Linked DNA regions of Mus musculus: region 1 is linked to region 2. A link is a contact called in public promoter capture Hi-C data. All regions are on one chromosome and are shown on one strand. Each heading gives the region's core, a stretch centred on a gene start, on an enhancer-like site or on the middle of the called end of the contact. The rest is flanking DNA. Distances are from core to core; before and after follow the strand shown.

Region 1 (6,367 bases), core at 1,063-3,562, 4.8 Mb after region 2:
ATCTTTAATTCAATTTTCAACCATTCTTCTAAAGTTCACGAGATTTTTAAAGACTTATTTATATGTACCACAAATACCAAGAAAGGATAGACTGGGAGAAAATAGTTATATTTTTGAACCATCTTATAAACCTGAACCTCCAAACCTTCTGGAGCCTCAATGTCTACTTCTGTAAAGGGGGAGGAAACATATCAAGTGATCTAAGACACTGTAGGTCTAAAGGCTTATGTAATTTATAAAAATCTAATAAATTACAGCATCTGCATATATCTTACACATTTAAAAAAATCATTGGAATCATAAAATTATTAAACATGGTAGAACTTTAGAAGTTAACAAACCCTGTCCTGACATCTAATAAATAAGGGGGAAAAACTCAGATGTTTTGAATACTTCTTAAAATACACTTGCCTATCAAGCATGAAACCCTGCCTAGGTTTGATCCCAGCCCTGGGCTATTTTTGGTCTCTGTGTGAGTATGAGAGGTAGGTAGCTTGTGGGGTTTTTTTCCCTCCCCCTTATAAAAATAAGTGAGATAATCTATTATTATGTCTTTCCTAAAACGGACAATAATTTGTGTTGTAGAAATTAGTTGTGGTACACATACCAAAAACAAAACTCCTAACAGTCTTACCAAACCATTTTATAACGTCTAGGAAAACAACTATAAATTTATAATGAAATATTTTTACTATAAGATTCTTATGGACCCATATTGACTTTCTAAACTAACAAGATCATACCTAGACTGTACATGTGACAGAAAATGAGTAAAGGCATAGAAAGTGCCTTAAGTTAAGGACATCTTAACAACCAGGAACCACAACCAGTACGATTGCATGACGTATGGCTAAGCTCCAAAATGAGCTGATTTAATATTAACCAAAGGAACAGAAGGCTACAAGTCCTAACCCTAGCTCTCACTGAAACGGCATGAATCCTATATTCCTAATGAGCACTGGCAGGCACTGGGTTCGAGGGCAGGTGTCTGATGTGGACTGTGGGAAACTGCATACATACTCGTGATGAATGTCCATCAGAGACGCGCACTCTATTATTTTAGCCTGCTGAAAGCACCCCAGTAAGAGAGTGGAAACTCTTGGGGGTTCAGGAGTAATATCCAAGGCCTGTTCAAATAATTAAAGGAGAACCTGCAAACTCTCTCTTGGGTCTCTGAACTTTTACTGTACTCTCAATCCAAACACTAACCGGAACTTCCTTACAAATATAAAGTTTTACGAACGTAAGCACAGAAGAGAAATCTTGACTCTGTTGGGACCTAAACACATAATCAACACATGACACCAAGGCTGGGGCCATATAAGTGTCACTGAGCGAAAATCAACCCCCCACGACTCAAGACTGGGCATACACCCTCCCCAAAGAAGCCTTTCAGCTCTCCGGAGCGAAGGACCTCATCACTTTTACTCTTCTCCCAGCAGCCAGCCGGGAACTTCAACAAGGTGTGACTGTATACTTCCAAACTGAAAAGCAGTGACCAGCAGCGCCAGGTACTTAATGACAAAGGACTCAGCTCACCACAGCGTCTTCCAGCTTCCGTGACTTTTTCTCACCCAAACAAAAACCAGGAGAGGAGCAACTTGACAAACTGTTTCTTAAGAATCACAAATGGTCCCTAACTGCTATAATAAAGCAATTACTCCTCCCACCCCAAGCACATAGAGCAGGCGCTCGGAAGGCAGCAGGTCTCGGGTCCCCCGGCTGCACTTCCGTCCGCAGCCCGGAGCCTCCCAGTCCCCTCGCAGGGACCGAGCCTCAGCCGAGCCGCCCCAACTCCCGGGCGCCTGGCGCCTGGCGCCAGCGCGGACCAGCAAGGCCGACGCCGGCTCGCCAGGGCCGCCAGCACCGAGGGGCCCGGCCGGGACCAGGCAGCGCCAGGCCCGCTGCCCAGGCGCCGCCTGGCCGCACAATGGGGCGCGGGCCGTCCCCCAACGCCTCCGCGCCCGGCCCCGCTCCGGCGACTAGGCCCCGCCGCGCTCCGCTGCCGGGCCCTCGCGTAGCGGCGGCGCCGGGGAGGGACGGGCCGAGCTGGGCGCCGGCTGAGCAGCGGTAGCGGAGCGCGGCGGGGCCGGGGGCCCGGGCCGGGCGGCACGGCGCCGCGGTTCCTCACCATGTTGGTGTCCTCCGGACCTCTCCCCTCCTCCTCCGGCTCCGCAGCGAATGGACGGCGGCGGCGGCGGCGGCGCCTCTCACGGGCTCGCCGGGCTCCCGCTCATGCGCAGTGCGGCGGCCCGCGGAGCGGCCGGGCCGCGGGAGGCGGAGGGCGCGGGCCCCGGGGTGGGCGGCCTGGCCTGCCGGCATCCGTGGCACGAGCGGCCGGGCGACCCGGCAGCCCGGGCTGCGGACACACGCTGAGACCCGCGCGGCGGGCGGCCGCGGGCACAGTGAGGACGAAGCGCCGGGGCCCTGCCTGCGCCCCCACTCAGGGCGCCCTCGTCACGGCCGCGTCCTGTCCTCCGTGCGCTCCTAATAGCTCCACGTCAGAGTTCCCAGGTAAGTTTTTGGAAGAATCCGGGAGACTATTGCGCCTAGAGCCACTGTCATGCCTGGTGGACGGGCCAAGCTTGACCTAGCCTGCCTGCTGAGCTGTGGGCCAGAAGACAAGTGTGTGCTGCAAGGAGAAGGAAATACAGTACTCCCTGCAGAGAGAGGAAATAAAACAAAGGTACGGCACATAGAAAAAGCTGTCCAAGATTGCCCAGGTTTATATATGTCATCCGCATCTTCATCACCAAACGTGGGTCTCCCTTTACCACCGGCAAATACCACCAGATCACCCCTAGAAGCTAACAATCTTAAAGTTTCTGTTAAAACAACTGTTGTCACTCCTCCTCGGAGCTTCCTGCTACTGCTTAGAACTAGCCACGTGGTGGGGGCTCCCAGAGCCCTGCAGAGGCAGATCTTTGGCACTGCAGACCTGTTGTCACCCATTCATTCTTTACACCATCAATGCGAGTGTGTGTGTGTACGCGCGCGCGCGTGTGCGTGTGTGTGCGCTGATGTGGCATCTTCTCGCCAGGCCCTAAGAAAATACCAAGTAGCAAGGGTGAAACTAGATCACACTTGTGGTTATTCTCTAGGAACTCAGCCTAGCAACTTAAAATATTAACGAAGAGGACTCAGTCTCTTGCTACACTTCATTAGACTATTGCAACAATAGCTTGTAGGTTTTCTTAAAGCTCTTTTTTTCCTAAGTGCCAACTCCAAGGGGTGATTCTTAGTTCCACTTGACCTCTTTCTCTCCTGAATTTGAACACGTCCTCCTAGAATTCCCATAATTTTTCATGACTTGATTTATTTATAGTCTCCCCTTCACTTACCATTCTTCTTTGCTAGCTAACTCTGGCTTTTCAGTGGTGGGCTTTCCAGAACCATCCCTGAATCTCTTCATATATTCCTTTTTCCTAGACCCTGCCCATATCCCAGTGAGTCCAAAATCTTATCTAAAGCTCGGCAGCGGCATGCCCTAAGCACAAATTCTGCTCATCCCACAGACCCCCCCAAAGCTCTACAAAGCCAAAATCTTATCCCTAAACCTGCATTCCCCTGCTTTTTCATCACATAAGCTAAATATCAGAACTGCCCATCTCCCTTAGTCTAAGCTCGCCGAGTTCATCATCTGAGTAAACCCGAATTCTTCCCCTGCCCTTTAATAGGGTTCATCTCTCATTGGGACCCTCCTTTCTCCATCCCCTTTTGAGATGGAGTTTCTTTATGTTGCCCAGGCTAACAGCCAACAGTGCGGCCTGGGATTGCAGGCAAGTATGTCTCCCACCCCATCTTCTCTGTACTTTTCCTTCTACACCAGAGGTGTCTGTCTGCAATGCAGACTGGAGGCTCTTCCTCAAAGTCTCCGAGAACTTTCCTAACGTGAGCCTGTCTGGAGTCATAGGCAGGTCTCTCCCTCATCTTTCCACTCCCTTTGTCATGACCCCCACTCAATGCAGCTCCTGTTTCGGTACCAAGCTTCCTGGTTTGGTCTTATTTTGTCCCTGACACACTAGGTCACAAGAGTGAGGATCCGCCATGTGTTGTACTAAGCCTCTAACACTCAAGCAAACTTCAGGTTGCAGCTACACCTATTTTGTAGGGAGCACTGACATACAGAGTGGGTAAGTAACATGCCTAATGTCACACAGCAAGTAGTAAATCTAGGAACTAGACCCAGACAATCTGCTTATAATGTGTTCTCTCGGTTACTACAGTTTATTTCCTACTCTGGATTTCTGCAATTGGGGCATCTCCTTTGCAATTTTATGGCCCCTAGATTAGAGTTAGGACATCAACTGATAATCATTTGCCTCCAAGGCCAGGGCAGAGAAAGACCAGATCATATCCATCTTTGAGATAATTTTGTTTGTTTTGTTTTTATATGGGGCCATTGGTGCCATAACATTTGTATAGAGGTCAGAGGACAAACTCAGGTGTCAGCCCATGCCATCAACTTTGTTTAAAGCGGGTCCCTGTTGCTTTTCCACCTGATATGCCAGACTGGCTGACCCTTGAACTTCTGGGGATTCTTCAGTGTCTACCTTCCGTCTCCCTGTAGTACTGGGACTACAGGCGCATGAACTATGTGGCCTGCTTTTCATGCTTTCTGGGAATTTGAACTCAAATCCTGATGCATATGCAGCAATTGTTTTACCCACTAAGCCAGCTTATCCTTGAGTTTTCAGTGTTGGGTAAGAAGCCGATCTCTCTCTCTCTCTCTCTCTCTCTCTCTCTCTCTCTCACACACACACACACACACACACACACACCACAGTAGCAGTTGTATAAATTAAAAGAAAATAATCTAATGGCTCTCTCTTGGTCTTAAGACTGCATAGAGCTGTGGGTATACCGCTCAGTAGTGGAATGTTTCTCTAACAGAACACAGTAACAATTGGGCCCGGTGTGGTGGCACATGCTTTGAATTTAGCACTTGCTAGGCTGATGTAAGTGTAGGCCAGCCTGGTCTACATGGCAAGTTCCAGCTCAGCCAACAACACACAGTAAGAGTCTAGCTCAAAAAAGTTACAATAATAGCAATAGTGTCCATACTGTTCATTTGTGTAGTAGGACAGCAATGTTCCTTGGCTGATGCATATTATATACATGGTCTTATGATAAGTGCAACAGCAGTTGCACCCATCCTACATTTCCAGGTTACAGAACCAAACATGATAGGAGAGCATTAACTGTTGTTATTATATGAAATTAACTGTTGTTATTGTATGAGATAAGCATGTTTGTGAAAATTGTCCTGGTTACTTTTTTTTAAATGGAAGGTTCCTGAAGATAAAGCATAAGTTACAATATTTGATTAACAGAAAGGTACTCATTAACATGTTGTTTCAAATACAGAAATGTGTGTTTGTGTGTGTGTATGCTGTGTGCAGGTGTGCACATATTATTTGCACACATGTGGAGGCCGGTGAGGAGATGATCACAGTGTTCTATCACTCCAGGCCTCCCTCTTCTGGGATAGGGTCTTCTACTGAACCTGGATAGGGAAGCTACTGGCAGCCTCACTCCCACAGTACTGAGGTTACAGACTAGCGTGCCTAACATGTAAGTGGCTGCTGGCGTCTGAACTCAGGTGCCCATGTTTAAGCAGCAAGCTCTCTTACCTACTGAGCTCTCTCTAGCCCCTCAAATACATAATTTTAAAAACTACATTTTTTATAGCAGTAATTTTGGTTCAGTTAAAAAAAAGATGAAAACATCTGGTTAAAGTCCAATGTTACATACACGCATACATACATTCTTTTTACACCCATAATTATAATGGCATAGTGTTTGTAGATAGGTGACATTCCAAGGTAGACCAATTTAGAAAATGTTGCTGCAAAAGCTGCAAGTTTTCATGTTAAGGTAAATACTGATAAAAATCAGTGCAACTCTGTTTATTGAAACATGTAAAACCAAGTCTATAATTCTAGAATCTGTGTTTAGCAGAGAGAGAAGAAATCTGAAAGGACCGATTGCTAGCCTTTCTGGGAGTTCATTTATCTAAAATGAAGCCTGCAGAGTAGCTCTATATACCCAACTGCAGTTCTGAGGTGTGAGTCTGAGCCACAGTCACCGGCTTCTCACTCATGACGTCGGTGGATGCAGTTCAGTCCTGTGTTTATATAAAATGGGCTTACTGTACCCAGGCTTGCATATCCACAAATGTGTACTGGCTTTACTGGTGCACCATATTTTAGCATGAATAAAATACCGTGTAGAGGTTTCTGATGCAGAATTATAGCATTTGTGTATGTGTGTGTATGAGTGTGTGCACACACTGGAAATTGAACTCCGGGCCTCACATGTGCTCAGCACACCTGTGCCTCTGTACTTTCAGCCTCCAAATGATACA
Region 2 (6,340 bases), core at 2,280-4,779:
GGAGAGGACCAGACACCGGTCCCACTCCACCATCTGGAATTCTTAGAACACTGGCATGCTCACACAGGTCTTGCTCCGCTCCAGCTGGCAGTGAAGGTGTGGCCTTGCTGGAGGACTTGTTGCCTTGTTTGAGGAAGGGTGTCACTGGGAGTGGGCTCTGATGTTTCAAAAGCCTGCGTGAAGCCCAGTATTTCTCTCTCTGCCTGCAGATCAGGATGTAGCTCTCAACTCTTTCCTCATTACCATGCCTGCCATCGTGCTTCCTGCTGTGATGATATTGGACTAAGCTCCTGAGACAGTAAGCCAGCCCAACTAAAGGCTTTAAGAGTTGCCTTGGTCATGCGGTCTCTTCACTGCACTAGAACAGTGATGAAGACATTGTCCTTGGGTAGTTTTCCACCTTATTTTATTTTAGAACAGTTTTGCCTGCATGTATGTATGTACGTATGGGTGTCACGTTTATGTTAGGTGTTCCAGGAGGTCAGACGCCCTGGTACTGGAGTCACAGACCGCTGTGAGCCACTGTGTGGGTGCTAAAAATTAAACTTTCGATCCCTGTTAGAACAAGATGGCTCACATGAACCATCTCTTCAGCCTTCCACCTTACTTTTTGAGACAGGATCACCTATGGAGCCTGGAGCTTACGGATCCAGTTAGGCTGGATGGCCAGTGAGCCCCGGGGATCTACCTTTTTCCGGCCCTCCTCAGAGCTGGGGTTACAGTGGGCACCACTATGTCTGGGTTTTATGTAGGTCTTGGGGAAGCTAAATGCAGGACCCCATGATTGTATCGAAGGAGCTTTCTTTACAGGTGAACTATTTCTGCAACCGCCATGATTACTTTCTAAGCTCTAGATTTTCTGTGTCTGTTTAGATCTGTTTCTGGAACAAAGGGCTATTGTCATTTGCTTTCAGTGTCTTTAATTTTTTTTTCCTTGAGATGGTATCTCTTGTAGTCCAGGTTAGCCTCTTACTATGTAGAAGAGGATGACTTCGGATCCTCTTGCCTCTACTTCCTGAAAACAAGGATTACTTGTTTATGCAGTTCTGGGGGTTTAACCCAAGGCTTGATGTAGGCCAGGCAAGCACTTTACCAACCAGGCTACCTACATCCAAAGCCTTAATTTTATGTTATACATTTTATTGATAATTCTGAAAACCCTAAAATAATCTTTTAAAAGTGTGGTCCAGAAAAAGCCTACCCATTCGCAGCAGAGCTAGGCACATTGACTCTGCTTATTTCTACTTGTATCCAACCTTTACCTTTAGGCCAAGACCTAGGGAATTCAAGGGCAAAGTGAATTTTATTTTGTAATTGAAGAACAATGGTGAAAATGTCCCCAAAGCTTGGTTTTGATTGACTCTAGCCACAGGGCTGTGACTAGTGTCTCAATTGATATACATAAAACCACCCTTTTCTCAAAAACAGATTCCTCGAGAGGACAAAAGAACAGGAAGATAATGTATTTGATTTTTCTAAAAAGACTATTATCCAATTAATTTTGTTTCTCAAGCCTTTGACCATGCTAGCAAGTAATTACTTTTATGGCTGGAAAGATGACTACTAAATACTTAGCATTAATTGCAGTTTCAGACTCGCTTAAGACACACACACCTCAGTTATCTTGGTTTCTAAATTTGTTTTTTTCTGGTTAGATCCAGAGCCAGGTGCAAGGAGGCCAGGTGCTCAGTCTCAGGACTATCCTGGCGTTGCGCCTCAGCTTTCCAGTCGGGCTTATGAACATTCTGGCGGTTAGACCATCTATTCCCCCAGACTCGCAGATGCTGCTCTTCCCCCACTGGCTCTGCACAGAACATCATTATCTTTGCTGAGCTTCTGTCTCTATGGCAATAACAGATGGGAAGTGCTGCGGAATTATTCATGTTCACACAGGCAGTCAAGAAGCGTCGAGTAGGAGGTGGGAGAGGGGCATGACCTGGGAGCACGGAGATGGGGGCCGACAGGAGCTGGGGCGGAGGCGGTGATGAGAGGTGACATTTGTTAGACCTATTGTGGGGGTTAAAAAAAAAAGGACGAAAAATCCTCAAGCACAAAAGTATTCCCAATTGGACAACTGCAAATGTAGACCCAAACATGAGTAACCCCGAAGCGGTAAAATAAACCCGGCGAGAAAAGGAAAAAAAAAAAAAAAAAGAAAAAAAAAAGGTGGGGTGGGGGTGGGGTGCGCCACCGTCGCCGAAGCTCGAGTTCCCTAAGTCTGCGCAGTGCTACTCGCTGCGCTATTTCAGTTCCTGATCCTGCGGTGGGGTGGAGAAAAGGGGATTTCTTGGTGTTTCGAAATATGACGGGCTAGCTTCACAGAGTTGAATATTCGAGCTATCCTGGATACGTTGGCTAGGAAGTCCCCTCACCCACCCCCGCCGGCGGTTCGAGGTGGCAGCCGAAAGTGGTTATCTTCCTCCACCTCTTACCGTCTCTGGAAAAATTAAAAAGAAAGAAAGAAAGAAAAAAACACACCCGAAAACACCAACCAAAGTGCTTAGTGAATCAGAATGGGTCACTTATGGAGGCTAAGAGCAGCTGGGGCAGCAAGATCTGTCCCCGCGGTGCGCAAACCGCGGACTCTGGGGCGATGGCGGCCGGGTCAGGCCACCCCAGAGCGGCCAGGCGGGGCTGCTCACCGGCAGCTGGCAGGGCGGCCGCGGCGGGAGGCCCCACGGGGGCGAGAGGCCCCGCGACGTCGGCACTGGGCGGGGGGAGGGTGGCAACACTGGGAGCGGGGAGCACGGGGGCAGGTGGTGGCGCTGCGGGGGGGGGGGCGGTGGCAGCGCGGGGGCGTCTGCGCGGCGGGCTCAGCCCGGGGGTCGCGGCGGGGAGCCACCCGCAGGCCACCTCCGGGGCGGGGCCGGGCGGCCAGCTGCGGCCGCGGGGGTTGAGGGGGGCTGCTGGCCGAGCCTGACCTCGGGCGCGGCCAGCTGCCGGGGTCGCGCACAGTGCAGCCCGCCGCGCCCTGCCCCCTCTCCCCCTTCTCACCCCCCCCGCCTCGCAGCGCGGCGGCCCGGCGGCCAGGGCGCCCCCAGGTCTGGCCCGTCGCCACACGGCGGCGGGCGTGGCGAGGGCGGCCCCAGACAGCCGGCTGAGCGACTCGAGGAAGGAAGGAGGGCGGCGGGGGTGGGGCCGAGGGAACATCCTGTCTGAGCCGGGCACCGCAGACAGCGCCGTGCGCCAGCCGCCCAGACGGCGCGCCGGGCCAGCAGCGCGGGGTACGCGCGAGGGGGGCGGGGGAGCGGGAGCACGCGCGTGCGCGGCCGAGGCGCCAGGCGCGCGCCCCGGTCGGGGCTGGGGACGCGCGCGCAGCCTGCAGTGTGCAGCCCGCCGGGAGCCACAATAGGCCAGACGGCGCGCGCGCCCGAGGGGCTGGCTGGCGCGGGGCCGCGCGGCGCCGCTGGCTTCGTTCCCTCCCCTCCCCCGCCCGCCGCCCTCGCTGTCCCCCGGGCGGCCGGAGACGGCGGCGGCGTCTGCGGGAAGCCGTGTCTCCGCAGTGACGTGGGCGGGCCGCGGGCCGGGTGACGTCAGAGGCTGTGTGTAGCGATGTGTGTGGGGTTCGGAGCGGCGCCGGCACAGCGAAGGCGGCTGGCGAGCGACGGCGACGGCGACGGCGGGCACAGGTGCGGCCGCAGGTCGCGAGGGGACGCGAGGGGCGTGCGGCCTCTGGGGGCGCTGAGGCGGCGGCGGCGGGGGTGATGGGGAGGGCACAGAGCCCGGGGGTCTGCCCGGGCGCGGAGGGCCTGAGTGGGGCGTCCGGGATGCGTGGGGGTCCCGGGCGGGGTCGCGGGCACAGGGCGCGCGGCGGGGGTCCCACGGGTGTACAGGCCTCGCGGATTCTGGGACGGGTCAGCTGGGAGGGGATGGCGGTGCACTTGACCCGAGCCGCCGGGACCCAGGAGACCTGGACCCTGGTCATCGCCGCCATCCCCCGGCCGTCTGCGCTCGGCGGGGATGCCCCGGGCTGGCCCCAGCTCTAAGCGTCCGGCGACGCGGGCTTCCGGGCTTGGCGCCTAACCTGCCCGCGCCCCTGTGGGTGCCACGGCTCAGGGTGGGTCAAGTGGGGGGAGGCGCAGCCCTGGGGCGCCTAGGTAACCCTAGAGAACTTCCCGCGGGCCGGGGGCGTGGGGTATTTCCACCGGCGGCCCCCGCAGTGGGGCGATGTGGGGAGGGCACTTAGGGTGATCCCAGTCACAGAGGTGGGGGTTGGGAGGACTCCTACTTCCTCTGCCCCCTCTCACCTCACCAGACGCCGGGAGTCCCCTGCTTCCCTGTCCTTTGGGTTGATGATGAGTGGGTGTCTCTGCGTGTGCGCAGGGCTGTGGGGGCGCCCCTGGTCTAGGTCATGCCTTCTGCCCTTTTCCTTGGCTCGCCTTGGCTGAGGTGTCCCTGTAGTGGCGAAAGTCACAGTACGGTGGCTAGGTGGCTTTCGTCCATAATTCTCTGGGTTTGTGTTAACATAAATTGCTGGGAGTTTAGAAGCAAAGCTTTTTATTTGTCGGCTTTTACTGGGTTTTCTCCAGGGAGGGAAGTGGATGAATACTCTTTTTCGCCACTCTGCCTCCATTTGCATTCTTTGTGAGGTCTGTCTGCCTTGTGCTTTTTGTCCCGGATTAGTCTTGCTCATGGATGGAGATTTCCAGGCGTGGAGTCTTACAGCTTTTGGCTTCCATTAGGCAAATTCGCTAACCTTTTAAAGGGAAAGTTTTTTTTTCTTCTTCATTCCAAAAAGATAGTATGTATGAATGTACTTGAAGTTTAGTTGCATATGGTAGGTATATTAACATGTATCTTGGGGGGTGGGGAGACCAGAAACTACAGGTTTTTTTTTTTTTTTTTTCTAACGAGAAAGGATTGTTTTTTAAAATTTAAATGGCATGCATAGTTGAGAAAGCCTCTGGTACTGAGGTTTGGTTATTCGTATTCTAAATTTGTGTACTCGTCCTTGTTTGGAGAGGCATTATTTAATGCTTCTGTTACCCACCGTCTGGACTGCTTCCTATTTAGATGAAGTTTCTTTTAGATAACTGGTGTTAGGTTGGAAGAAACCACCCAAGTGTTACCTTTGGTAAAATGAACTGAGTTGAAGATTAAGAAACTGGTTTTAAACAGACCCTTTGGCCTCTGGAGCTAATTCAAATGTAACTCCCCACCCCTTTCTCTTCCAGATCAATTAAAAGAAGAATGAGCTGTAATCCCTGAAGATAAAACTGGACAGCTTTTTCATTTAGTATATGTATATTTTTAATTATAAAAGTTCAGGTGGAGTCTTCAGTTTATCAGTACTGAGCAGCAGATCACCATTTTCAGGGACGATACCTGCCTCTTCTTTTTTGGTGTTCTTGGCAAAAATTAAACCCATTGCGTCATTGTAACTCATGTTTGGGTGTAGTTTCAGGATACAGTCATGGTATAAACTTCCCACATGCTTTGCTTAAAAAACAAAACCAACCAAACTCAACCATTACACCGAACTTTGGACTTCTTGAATTGAGCTTTATTTTAATATAAATACCTGAAGTGATTTTCTCAGAAGTGTGCTTACGATTATATTCTTATTTGTTATTAGAAGCAAACAAAACTGAGAAGTTTTGTAGCATTTTCAATTATATCTTAAAGTACAGCTAAACCAAAACAGAGTTGTACAATCTATTGAGTAAGAAAATTCATCTTTGGAAAGTAAACATTTCTAAGTGAGTCATAAGTATTTGTATACATTCCCCTTTTCTCTTCAGATTAGGAACTGAGAACAACATGCCAGTTGCAGACTTAATCGTTTAAAGCACCAGTGTGGCCATGGAAAACCTCCAGTCTAAGTTCTCCTTAGTTCAGGGTTCAAATAAAAAGCTGAACGGCATGGAGGATGATGGCAGTCCTCCTGTGAAAAAAATGATGACCGACATTCATGCCAATGGGAAAACCCTGACCAAGGTGAAGAAGGAGCACTTAGATGACTATGGAGATGCATCCGTGGAGCCGGATGGCGAGCACGCCAAGCGAAACCGTGTTTCTCTACCTGAAACTTTAAATTTAAACCCCAGTCTGAAACACACGCTGGCACAATTCCACTTAAGCAGTCAGAGCTCTTTGGGTGGACCAGCAGCATTTTCTGCTCGATATTCCCAGGAGAGCATGTCACCGACTGTATTCCTGCCTCTTCCCTCTCCTCAGGTTCTTCCCGGCCCTCTTCTCATTCCTTCTGATAGCTCCACAGAGCTCACTCAGACTCTTTTGGAAGGGGAGTCTATTTCTTGTTTTCAAGTTGGAGGAGAAAAGAGACTCTGTTTGCCCCAAGTCTTAAACTCTGTCCTCCGAGAATTTTCACTCCAGCAGA

Evidence for each region. Promoter capture Hi-C pulls out the DNA fragments that hold promoters and counts their contacts.
Region 1: a promoter capture Hi-C map of pre-B cells shows a contact between it and region 2. The contact joins the promoter of Dcun1d1 here to the promoter of Skil in region 2.

What each region holds. Positions count from the first base shown.
Region 1 is chr3:35,930,654-35,937,020 of GRCm38.p6, forward strand. It overlaps Dcun1d1 (DCN1, defective in cullin neddylation 1, domain containing 1 (S. cerevisiae)), which reads right to left and starts at 2,313. Exons shown (of 7, transcript NM_001205361.1): 1 at 2,132-2,313. The coding sequence starts at 2,134. It overlaps Gm15952 (a long non-coding RNA gene), which reads left to right and starts at 2,425. Exons shown (of 4, transcript XR_880768.3): 1 at 2,425-2,514.
Region 2 is chr3:31,091,529-31,097,868 of GRCm38.p6, forward strand. It overlaps Skil (SKI-like), which reads left to right and starts at 3,530. Exons shown (of 7, transcript NM_001039090.2): 1 at 3,530-3,629; 2 at 5,175-6,340. The coding sequence starts at 5,803.